2 separate regions of the Hordeum vulgare genome follow, and region 1 is linked to region 2. A link is a contact called in public Hi-C data. All regions are on one chromosome and are shown on one strand. Each heading gives the region's core, a stretch centred on a gene start, on an enhancer-like site or on the middle of the called end of the contact. The rest is flanking DNA. Distances are from core to core; before and after follow the strand shown.

Region 1 (6,190 bases), core at 3,282-5,781, 150 kb after region 2:
ATAGCTGGGCTTAACTTTGCAAGTAATCTAGCATAGTGACAAAAAATGAAAAATACGGGTCTTGTGTTGTTTCCAATAGGGATAAAACGATGGGGTCTTGTGTTGTTTCCAATAGGGATAAAACGACGGTTGCATAGTTGTCCTTTGAAGGCAGGATGAAGACAATAAGCGTCTACTTCATAGCATCATACTTATTGCAATATTATTCTTTCACTTAATGCATTAAGGTGCATGCTAGATATAGCTGCTTTGACTCGAGAATTAATTATTGATGTAGTTGGATAACAAACTATAGATATTTGGTTAGATAGATACCATGGAGTACGTGATTAATCCAAACACAAACATGTGTGAAATCTCAATCATATATTTTGCTCATTAGTTTTTTGGCTTCATAGAACAATGTGGTCTCGGCTGGTATATCCTCGTCATGGTCCGGACCAAACCGTCATAACACAACTCACGAGTGATAGTTCCGGACGATCCACGAGGATCACCACATGATCCTGACTAGTTCATGTGGATTAAGACCTAACCAAACAAGCCCTAATTTGTCCGACATTGCATGAAAATGTGTAGGGTAATGGAAACAATCTCCACGACTATGTGTCACGCGTACCTATTCATTTTAGGAATCGCCTACAACGGGAAGCTATCGGGTTGGCCCAACACAGTAGCCAAGTGTAAGTTTTATTTTGGGTTTTCACTAGTTTTCTTTGGTTTTTTTCCTAGTTTTTCTTCTTCTGTTGAACATATATCTATTTTGTCATAGACATCGTATATTTTTTGTATACATGAACATTTCATATAGAAATTTAATGTTATTTAAGTACATAATTACCATTTTCCACAAATATATATTTTCGTGCCTACTTTTTTTCCTGTACATGCTGTACACTTTATGTATACATTCAAAACATTTTCTCATATACATTTTACATTTTCTTAATACATTTAACATATTCTTGAATAGACATTGATTTATTTGCATCATAGTACAAAAAATACTTTTAAACTATGTAAACATTTTTATATATTGGGTAATATTTTATAAAAATATCACAAATACTTTGTATGGTAAGGAACTTTCAGGTGTAACCTTCATTTTTTAAAATGGTACGGAACTTTTTTTGAGTTATCAAATATTGTTCTATAGTATATATACCATTTTTTATAAATGTAATGCACATTTTTAAAACATGTGAACATTGTTTTAATGTCACATACATTTTTTGATGGTATAAACATTTTTCTAGAGGTTGAGGAAATATTATTTTTACAATATATTTACACTTTTAATGTGCGATGGGTACTTTAAAAAAGCTTAACTATATTTTTCATAATATATGTATTAGTATCTTTTTTTGGAAAAAGAAGAAGAATGAATAACATGTGACATTAGTGTGACACACATGACAAGGCCGCGTGGTTACTCGACCTGCCCGGTAATGGCTCCCTACAGATGACACTAGCATAGGAGTGGCTGTGTGCGGCACATAGCCATGCCCCGAAACAAACAAGTGTTCGCGTTCGAGACACAAGAGCTATTCCAATTCTAGCAAGTGGCATGGAAGTTTGTCCTAATAAATGCAAATTTACTGCAAGTATTTCTCTTCGAAGGAAATGGAAAAAAGAAATCCATGCAGATTCCATAACCATGGAAGTTTGAACTTTTTCGTAAAATCGATGAACTTTTTTCTCAAAATCGATGATTTTTTTGTCAAAATTGATATTTAAGAAAACGATGAACTTTTTTCAAAAACGATGAACTTCTTTTCAAAATCGACGAACATCTTTCAAAATTGATGTATTTTTTTTGAAAACTGATGAACTGTTTTCAATGTAGATGAACATTGCTCAAATCAATGAACTTTTTTGAAAATTGATGAATGTCTTTTAATTTCATATTTTTTTTCAATACATGAACTTTTTTGATTTGGTGAACTAATTTTTGAATATGCGAACTTTTTTTGCATGCTCTTCAACTTCATCTGTAATATGTGAACTTGTTTCCAAATAATTGGAGAGCATAAAATATAAATTCTACAGTGTAATGTGCAATAAATAGTGCGGCTATGTTTCTATTCTTTAGAACATTCGCGCTGTAAATATTCACTAGCAGTTAACATTCCAGTGGCTAGCCTCTCCGTGTGCAAGTGTGAGGGCGCGAGATCGATCGTGGGTCTGTCGGTCATTTTTCGCGTTGCGTGATCGTTGGTCGGCCCATTCAGCCACTGCTGCGGGCGCCAGTCCTTCAGTGGTGGTGCCAGTATCAGAAGTCTGTGATGTCATTTCAAATCTGTGATGTCAAATACATGTGTTTTTACTGAATTTATAAAAAAAATACATGATTTCTACTTGTGCACAAAGGATTTGCTAAAAACATGTGTGGTCATTTGACCACACTCCTCTCAACGTGGCTTCGCCACTGCAGTCCTCTAACCGGTGCAGAAGGCGTCGAGTAGGAGCTCCCTTGCCTGTTCACAACACAACTCACCCAAAAACCTTTAACAAGGTGATGCCCAAAGCGTTCTTCTAGCCCAACATATTTGCCGAAAGGGAAATCTGAAGTTTTAGAAGAACACAAAGCTGAGTAGCAGATTTAGACGGGTCCTATTTGACGCATATGTTGCCGTATACAGACTTAGCGCGGAATCCCCACCGCACGCAAGTCCTGTGTGGGGTCGCCCAGTCTGTTTTTTCTCCCAGATTTTTTCCTAGTTTCAAGCTGAACTGCACCTCGGCATGCAATTGAGGGTTTCGTCTTTTTTTGTCTCTCTTGCAAGCCCACTCTTGATGCGGAACTGTGTCCCGACAAATTTTGTCATAGTTACAACTTCATCCTCGACGTGCAACTGGGCCTGGTCCATTTTTGTCTTAATTGAAAGTTCATCCTCTGCAATCAAGTATGCACGATCCATTTTTGTCCCGGTTACAAGTTCATCCTAGATAGACAATTGCATGTCCATAACTAGACTGCAATAATATGTGACCCATTTTAACTTTCTTCTCTTTTTATTTTTCCTTTCTTTTTAACCTTTTCTTTTTTTCCATTTCATTATTCATTTCGCAAACACTTTTCAAATTCCTGAACAATTAAAAAAAATATGAATATTTTTTTAATTTCCGAAGATATTTTTAAACCCCTTAGTATATTTTGAAATCGTGAACAGTTCTCAAAATTGCGGATCTTGTTAACATGGTGATTTTTCCTGAACAACAAAGCAGATGCGTCTCGATCGAACCACCAAGCATCTCACAAAACCTCACAAGTCACAAGAACTCATTTTTCTTTTAACACACGACAGCCGCAGATGCTCATGCATACAGCATATATACACTCAAGAACTGGTGGGCTGCTACTGCTAGTACATTCATGCTTGGGCGCACACGCGCCGCACAGCGAATCGTTGGCACCGCTGGTGGCCACAAGTCGCCATGCATGAGGCGTTCCTTTCGGCCGATGAGCTTTCTCTCCCATCTCCCATCCTTTCTCCTTCTTGTTTTTGGTTCTCCGCATTCCGCAAGGGCAGTACCAACCAAATCGTGATCGTGGAACTCGCAGCGTAGTGGCTCGTCACTCTTCAGCCGGGGGGCCTCCGCACCTGCTCGTTCACTGGCGGATTCGGGATGGCACCAAGCGAGACCAGGCATACATGCATGTAACACGCAAACTTTTCTCGTGGTGATCTCGAGGCCTCTCGAAGTGGAAAAAGCCAGGGCCTATTACAGGGAGTGCAATAGATAGACTGGAATCGTTGCACCCTTTGTTCCTTTCGTCAGGTCTCATCGTGTTTCCTTGTCCCTGTCCTTGGAATGCGCTTGGATTGGAGAGAAGGGGGTGGAGCAGGCAGAGTGTTAGGCCAGACTTGTGTTACCTCATCTCATCTCCCTGATGCCACACGCTACAGCCCTCTGTACCGTGCCAAAATCAATCCGCAGCCGGTAGCCGTGAGCTAGGATGTGTTCTTGACGACTCCTTGTTCTTCGTTCTGCTTGTGGTGACGCGCCGCGTTGCGTTCATTGCGTATGATTGCGTGCGTGAAAGGGTTTATTCGCCGGCGTCAGTCGGATCCGTCAGCCAACGGAGATGAGATCAGGGATGATATCCGAATCGGATGTGGACGTCGCAAGAAGCTCGTCTAGTTCGGATTGGCCAAAGCCGATACACCCAGACCACGCTCCCAAAGCTAGCTGTTGTTGCACTTGCACTGATTGGGTGACGGCAACTTTTGCATGATTGTTCACCTGATCCTCTTGCTATAACAAAGATTATCTCCTTCACGTTGCGGTCACGCAAAGTGACGAGGAGCTCAGTCAGCAGTCAGCAGTCAGCATGCCGGCGTTTAGCTTGGAAAGCAGGCACGTCGTGCCGGGCCGCAAAATCGAACGTCTTGGCCCACCCTAGCTAGCCTCAAAATCGAACTCTCTCGGCTTAGCTGCTAGGTCAGTTAGGCGACGCATGCTGCATGGGAGAATAATCGGCGATGGGGATACCGCATCGATCGCACGATTGACCGATGGCTACGTGGGCGCGCAGGCCAATGGCGACGATCGCTGTCACCACGACACGGACGGGGCCGGAGAAGAGACGATCAACACCAAGGACAGTGAAAATGATGGCACTTTGGCAAGATCAAGCAACCTCTCAACTAACTTGTCCCGGAGCAGGTAGGAGTATATAGTCTGGGAGCTCTATTCTGGGGCCTCTTGCCAATCAGTACTAGTAGCAGAGAACAAGCAGGAAGGTGTGTCAAAATGTCATTCGACCCAACTTGCTGTATTTCTTTGGAATACTTTCGTATCATAAGGGGAGGAAATATTGTTAGAGTTGTGTCGAATATTGATGTACGAGTTGGGTTACATATGAACTTTGTGTTGTAGTGTGGGTAGGATACATGTAGTGTCGTAGTCGGACACGTCGTACCCTTGGCCTCTTATATATGAGGAGGCACCCCACGTTGTAACCTATGACGACTAGATAGCGACAGGCTCGCAAGGGGAAGCCGGCGGCTTGTGCCGGCGCCCGGGTGGTCGGTGTTGCGGTATCTCGAGGAGGAGCGCCCGTAGTCATTGCCCCGGGGAGTAGGTGAGTTCGCCGAACCTCGTTAACAAATCTCGGTGTCGTCATCGTGTTGTGATTGCTTGTTCCTCAGTGGATCGACCGCGTACCTCGGATTTATTCTAACAAGTGGTATCAGAGCCCAGGTGCCCGGAATGAATCTCGGTGGAGTCACGGGTCGTCGGTCATGGTAGGTGGGCTGGAACGCTGGTGTTAGCGGGCCCAGGGATGACCGATGTGTGAGGGAAAGATTGTTGGGTTTAGTCCCACATCGGTTGTGGGAGGAGACATAACACGACTTATAAGGGTGAGGGTGTCCCCTCCTAACAGGCTAGTCTTTTCGATCCACATGCGTCAACAGGTCCAACCGGAGAGCAACACCGACTTATGACAGGCCTTGGGCCCTCTCCCCCCAAAAGACTACCCTGTTAGGAGGAGACGCCCTCACCCTTATAAGTCGTGTTATGTCTCCTCCCACAACCGATGTGGGACGAAATCCAATAATCTCCCTCTCACACATCGATCACCATGGGCCCGCTAATACCAGCGTCCAGATTTGTGCTTACGAGTAGATCACGCGGAAGGCCAATTTATTTTTGGTGGATTTCTACTAGTGCACAGAGGCGAGACCACGTGGGTTTTGCTCGTGTACTTCGGCATCGCGGGGATAACTCGGGTATTTTTTCACACAGTCAGCCATACAAAGAACCATGGCGCCAATGGGTACTAGGTTTGAGGTGAAGAAGTTCGACGGGACTGGAAGCTTTGGGTTATGGCAGACAAGGGTGAAAGATTTGTTGGCACAAGAGGGATGCTTGAAGGCATTGTTGCAGGAAGCCAAGCCAGCTAAGATGAAGGCTGAGGACTGGAAGGAGTTACAGTTGAGGATAGCCGGAACTATACGGTTGTGTCTGTCGGACCAGGTTATTTATCATGTGATGGATGAGAATTCGTCAAAGAAGATCTGGGAGAAGCTGGAGAGTCAATTTATGTCCAAGATTGCGACGACAAAGGTGTATCTGAAGCAAAAGTTGTATGGGATGAAGATGCAAGAGGGGTCGGATCTTGTGGAGTATATGAACGCCTTTAATCAAGTTGTGAAGGATCTAGCACGCTTGGGTGCGACGA
Region 2 (6,192 bases), core at 549-3,048:
GTTTCGAATTTTTGACAAATGTTCTTTATCTTAGAAAATGTTCCAAATTTCAAAAAATGTCGTGTTTATACTTTTTTCTAAAATTCAGAAAATGTTCTAGATTTTCAAAAAATGTTCTTGATTATGAAAAAATGTTATTTAAATTCGAAAAATGACTTTTTTTCAAAAAAAATTTGTAAATTTCAAATAGTTGCCGTTTTTCATAAACAATCATAAGTTCAAAAAATGTTCGGGATTTTCGAAAAATGTTCTGTACTTTAAAAATTATTCCGTCTTTTCAAAAAAATTTCGGTATTTTCAGGAAAAATTAGAATATTGAAATTTTATTCAATTTTTAAACTAAGTTGGTGTTTGAATATTTTCACTAAATTCAGAAAAATGATCTTGATTTTAAAAAATGTTCCAAATTTAGAAAAATGTTCCAAATTTAGAAAAATATCATTTTCAAACATTGCTCATAAATTAATAAAATGTTCTGAATTTTCAGAAAATTTTCTTCAATTTCGAAATAAAAAATGCTTCAAGTTCGAAAAGAAAAGGAAAAAGGAAAGAACAACAGCATTTGAAATTTGTTCTTCAAATTTGAAATGTGTTCTTTCTTTAAATTCAATAAGAAAAAAGAAATAGAAAAGCAGAAAAGGAAAAAAAAGAAACAAAAAGGAAAATCGTTAGAATTTTTTGAGACAACAAAAATCTGGACCGGCTCAGTCGAGCGCCCCCCTGTGCGCGTGAAAAACATCCTGTCGCAGAATGCGATAGGTAGGAGCTCCCGCTGCTGCCGTCTATTCTACCGGTGTTCGGCCCAGTGAAATAAAACGGCGAACGCGAAGCCCCACTTCCGTCGACGTCGAGCTCACGCGCGCTGGCCCCGGTGGTCCACCCTCACTCCCACCAATCCAATGCGCAGCCGCGGCCGCAGACCGGACGTCGTGGGCACGAGGAGCTGTTGGCGGCTGTGCCTGTGCCTTTCCTGCGTCGAAAATAGCATCCCTGAACATGCACGCATACACACACTGCTCACTGCCGGATAAAACTGTTTGGTTTGGAGGCGTGACCATCGCAGCCCGTGTCAGCAAACTCGCTGACCTCTTCCAAATACTCCCTCCGTTCCTAAATATAAGTGAACTCATACTGTAACAAAACAAGTGAACTCATACGAAACAAAACAAGTGAACTCATACTCTAAAATATGTCTATATAAATCCGTATGTAGTTCATACTGTAATCCCTAAAAAGTTTTTATATTTAGGAACGGAGGGAGTACATTGCATACAATACAATACATACTCCAAGGGAAAACTACAATCTCATTTAGAGCATGGTTCATCTGGACACAACTGCTCACTGCTCACTGCTGGATAAAACTGTTTACTTAAAGAGTTTGGACACCCGACAAATGCCATTTTTTCATCCGGACTGCAGCGGCAGGAAGGATACTAACGGCTGACGTTTTGCTCCGTCGTGGATGGAAGAACAACTACCTCTGTGCTCTATGCGAGAGAAACCTTGAAACTACGGCGCACCTGTTTTTTGATTGTCCATGGGCAAACCAAGTTTGGGCCAAGGTCGCCTACCTGACCAACATGCCAACGCTTCAGCCTGAAACCAAAAAACCTGCATGAGACGACGCCGATGATTGTTGACAAGCCATCAACCTGCATGATGAGCGAGAGGGGCATGCAGTTACGTGTGACCGACGTAAGTGACACTGCGACAAAGCTGTCAAGGTCCAACTGCTTCTCCCGCCGCACTGTTACGTATGTCACGGGGGGGCACGGCCGGTGAAGGTGGAACCCAGCCCAGCCCACGCACCGTTGTTGATCCTATCTCGCCGAGAGTCGCCGGCTCCGGCCAGCGGCCGCGGCCGGGCCAGCTGCGCCCCGTGCTGCATGCGGTCGATGCATGCGTGGACCACGTAGCCACTCCATCGGTCGGAATTAAGCAAGCCACGATGCTTTGAGCTAGCATGAATGCATGATTAGCAGAAGCTCCTCACATCGCATGCAGCCACGAACAATGACGCACGAGCTGCTCCTATCGTGTCGTGCCGTGCGTGTTTGCATGTGCACCGTGTGACCATGGGACATGATCTGGATGCACGCGGACGCGGGCACGAACAGGCGGTGCTTTTGATAGGCAGATGTCCCTAGTCGCTCGTAATTAGACTGGTCGTAATGCAATATCATACATAGTATCATGTATATTAACTAGTTAGATACTGTGTATTACGAATATCATCTGCATGATACTAATACATGGTAGCTCCACATGATACTTCTAGTCGTTCGTTGACAGAGGGGATAATTCCGTAGAAACTAATGACAAAGAGCCATCGCATGCATTTCGACAACTGTTTGAACTAAGCGGTCAAAATTCACGCAAATACCATAGATTTTATCAAACTTTGGATAAAAAATAGTGCAAATCATTCATACAAAAAATGCAAATAAGTGTAGTACAACAATAGTTCAAATTCAATAAGATTAACCGATTTTTAACAAGCTTATCAAGAACGGATCATGTCGCCTCACACATAGTATCGCTTTCATTTTATCCAACAGTGCATTTGCATAATGGATGTTACTCTATCATATGATACATCATGACAACGTATGCGGGCAACACAATGTGCATAGCAACATTGAATTAATCAACGAATGAACCAACGAAATGAACAAGAAGAAGCAAAACTACTCTTCTACCGCGCGCAATGGCCACCTTGCCTCCAACATATCAATCATGCCACAAAACTTGATAATGGAGGTGCGGATGGCATTGATGGCGGAGGTCTGGATGGCATATAGTTGATACGACAACGACCTAACATTGCAATCATGGATGATGTGCATGTCCTAGGATGCAAAGTGCTTTCGTATGTAAAATGTTTCATGCATTTGCTGTGAGAAGGTCCCCCCCCTCCCATCTCGTCCTGCCTTTGAAATCCACGAATATAGTCAACCACGCATCGCACAACAACTCATCTTCCATGGCCGAGTACCCTGCCATCGTTCTTACTCTAAAAATACGACATGTCGGTCGAAAATAAGCTCAGTGGAAATTGACCGAACACCAACCAGGCATGGTGTCCACCATGGACGATGTCGACACGGGGCGGAGTGTGCCGATACGTCTCCAACGTATCGATAATTTATGAAGTATTTATGTCATATTTACCTAGTTTACAATACTTTTGTATGATTTTGATGCACTTTTATATCATTCAAATGCAACTAACCCGGACAACGATGTTTTCAGCAGAATTATCGTGGTGTTGTTTTTATTAAGAAAATGAAAGTTTCTGGAATTGAACGAAACTTTTTGGTGATTTTTTATGGATCAAAAGAGGCCCACGGGGCACCGAAGATTTGTTAGGGGGTGGCCGAGGAGGCCACAAGCCCAGGGGCGCGCCCTCCGAGTTTGTGACCCCCTCGGGCACCCCCTCCCCCCTGACGTGAAACTGACGCAAAAATTTCCTATAAATCCTCGAAACCCCACAAACAGAAAAGAACTTCCGCTCCGCCGCTGCAAGCCTCTATTCCGAAGCGAACTCATCCGGAGCCCTTTTCCGGCACCGTGTCGAAGGGGGAAATAATCATCGGAGGCAATCTTCATCATCCCGACGGTCTCCGGGACGAGCAGGGAGTAGTTCAGCCCCGGGGCTGAGGGTATATACCAATCGCTATGTGTTGTCTCTCTCTCTCTCTCTATCACACACACACACACACACACACACACACACACACACACTCATGTTCTTGAGTTGGCACGATTTTGATGTATCAGGAGCTTTGTTAATATAGTTGGATCGGATGACGTTCTTCCCTTACTATCTCATATAATGACACTCGTATCGTTAGGTGCTATACAAATGGTTTTTAACCCCTGTCCGCGACGTAGTTCCAAATCGTAGTCTTGCATGTGTGGGCAATAGGAGAGGCCCATTCCAGACGACACGAAAACATCGTTTGTGATGAGGCAAGCATGTGCTGACGATTCACCTAACGTAAGTGTATGCAAAGTCATAGCCTATCCCACACACCACACTTTGACGTTACGTTTGTGATCAATGATATGTCCGTTTTGCATCATGCTTTTATATCATTACTTATTGCATTATGGGCTGTTATTACACATTATGGTACAATACATATGCCTTTTCTCTCTTATTTTACAAGATTTACATTAAGAGGGAGAATGCCGACAACTGGAATTCTTGACTGGAAAAGGAGCAAATCTGAGAGATCTATTCTGCACAGCTCCAAAAGTCCTGAAAAGTTATGGAGAATTGTTTTGGAATAAATAAAAAATAATGGGTGAAAGAAGTACCGGAGAGGACCCACCAGGTGGCCACAAGACAGGCGACCTACCCCCCCCCCCCCCCCCCCCGTCGCTCCCTACAAGCTTGTGGGCCCCCTGGAAGGCCTCCAGTGCCCATCTTCTGCTATATGAAGGGTTTTGACCTGGAAAAATCATATCAGAGCTTTCGGGATGCAGCACCGCCGTCTCGAGGCAGAACTTCGATAGAACCATTCTAGATCTCGGGCGGAGCTATTTCGCCGGGGAAACTTCCCTCCCGGAAGGGGAAATCGAAGCCATCGTCATCACCAACAATCCACTCATCGAGAGGGGGTCAATCTCCATCGACATCTTCATCAGCACCATCTCCTCTCCAAACCCTAGTTCATCTCTTGTATCCGATCTTTGTCTCAAAACCTCAGATTGGTACCTGTGGGTTGCTAATAGTGCTGATTACTCCTTGTAATTGATGCTACCTGGTTTATTTGGTGGAAGATCATATGTTCAGATCCTTTATGATTATTAATACTCCTATGATCATGAATATGAATATGCTTTGTGAGTAGTTACGTTGTTCCTGAGGACATGGGATAAGTCTTGTTATAAGTAATCATGTGAATTTGGTATTTGTTCGATATTTTGATAAGTTATATGTTGTCTCTCCTCTAGTGGTGTCATGTGAATGTCGACTACATGACACATCACCATTATTTGGGCCTAGAGGAAGGGATTGGGAAGTAATAAGTAGATGATGGGTTGATAGAATGACAGAAGCTTAAACCCTAGTTTATGCGTTGCTTCGTAAGGGGCTGATTTGGATCCAAATGTTTAATGCGATGGTTAGATTTATCTTAATTCTTCTTTCATAGTTGCGGATGCTTGCGAGAGAGGTTAATCGTAAGTGGGAGGTTTGTCCAAGTAAGGGAAGCACCCAAGCACCGATCCACCCACATATCAAAATATCAAAGTAACGAACGCAAATCATATGAGCATGATGAGAACTAGCTTGACATAAATTCCCAGGTGTCCTCGGGAGCGCTTTTCTTTATATAAGACTTTGTCCAGGCTTGTCCTTTGCTACAAAAAGGATTGGGCCACCTTGCTGCACCTTAGTTACAATTGTTACTTGTTACCCGTTACAAATTACCATATCACAAAACTTTCTATCATCGATAATTTCAGTGCTTGCAGAGAGTACCTTACTGAAAACCGTTTGTCATTTCCTTCTGCTCCTCGTTGGGTTCAGCACTCTTACTTATTGAAAGGACTACGATAGATCCCCTACACTTGTGGGTCATCAAGACTCTTTTCTGGCGTCGTTGCCGGGGAGTGAAGCGCCTTTGGTAAGTGGAACTTGGTAAGGAAAATTTTATATAGTGTGCTGAAATTTACTGTCACCTGTCACTATGGAAAATAATCCTTTGAGGAGCTTGTTCGGGGTTAGTCCCATTCATTATGTCCCTAAAAAGGGAGGTATTATCGTTGTTCCTAATGATAAATGGGAATTAATCCCGCAAAGAATTGTTACAGGATATAGAATGGTAATTGATTTCACGAAATTAAATAAGGCTACTAGGAAAGATCATTATCCGCTACCTTTTATAGATCAAATGCTAGAAAGACTATACAAACATACACATTTTTGCTTTCTAGATGGTTACTCTCATCTCTCTCAAATACCTGTATCAAAAGAGGATCAAGATAAGACCACTTCTACTTGCCCTTTTGGTACGTTTGCTTATAGACGTATGCCTTTTGGTTTATGCAATGCACCTGCTACCTTTCAAAGATGTATGATGGCTATATTCTCTGACTTTTGTGAAAATATTGTTGAGGTTTTCATGGATGATTTTTCTGTTTACAGAACTTCCTTTGATGATTTCTTGAGCAACCTTG

What was found. A called contact is a pair of places that touch in the nucleus more often than the background predicts.
Region 1: a contact with region 2 is called in a Hi-C map of seedling, with 5 times the contacts expected there. The contact joins two enhancer-like sites. A contact is called at or near these places in 2 of 6 Hi-C or Micro-C datasets (leaf and seedling).

What each region holds. Positions count from the first base shown.
Region 1 is chr6H:454,264,455-454,270,644 of MorexV3_pseudomolecules_assembly, forward strand. No RefSeq gene overlaps it. Among protein-coding and RNA genes, the nearest start is that of LOC123403830, 93 kb to the left of the region's middle. Within about 2 kb of position 4,532, at least 3 of the 3 cell types and tissues checked have open chromatin away from gene starts, as enhancers often do. A contact at or near this core is called in leaf and seedling, where this site is marked.
Region 2 is chr6H:454,113,158-454,119,349 of MorexV3_pseudomolecules_assembly, forward strand. No RefSeq gene overlaps it. Among protein-coding and RNA genes, the nearest start is that of LOC123405590, 10 kb to the left of the region's middle. Within about 2 kb of position 1,799, at least 3 of the 3 cell types and tissues checked have open chromatin away from gene starts, as enhancers often do. A contact at or near this core is called in leaf and seedling, where this site is marked.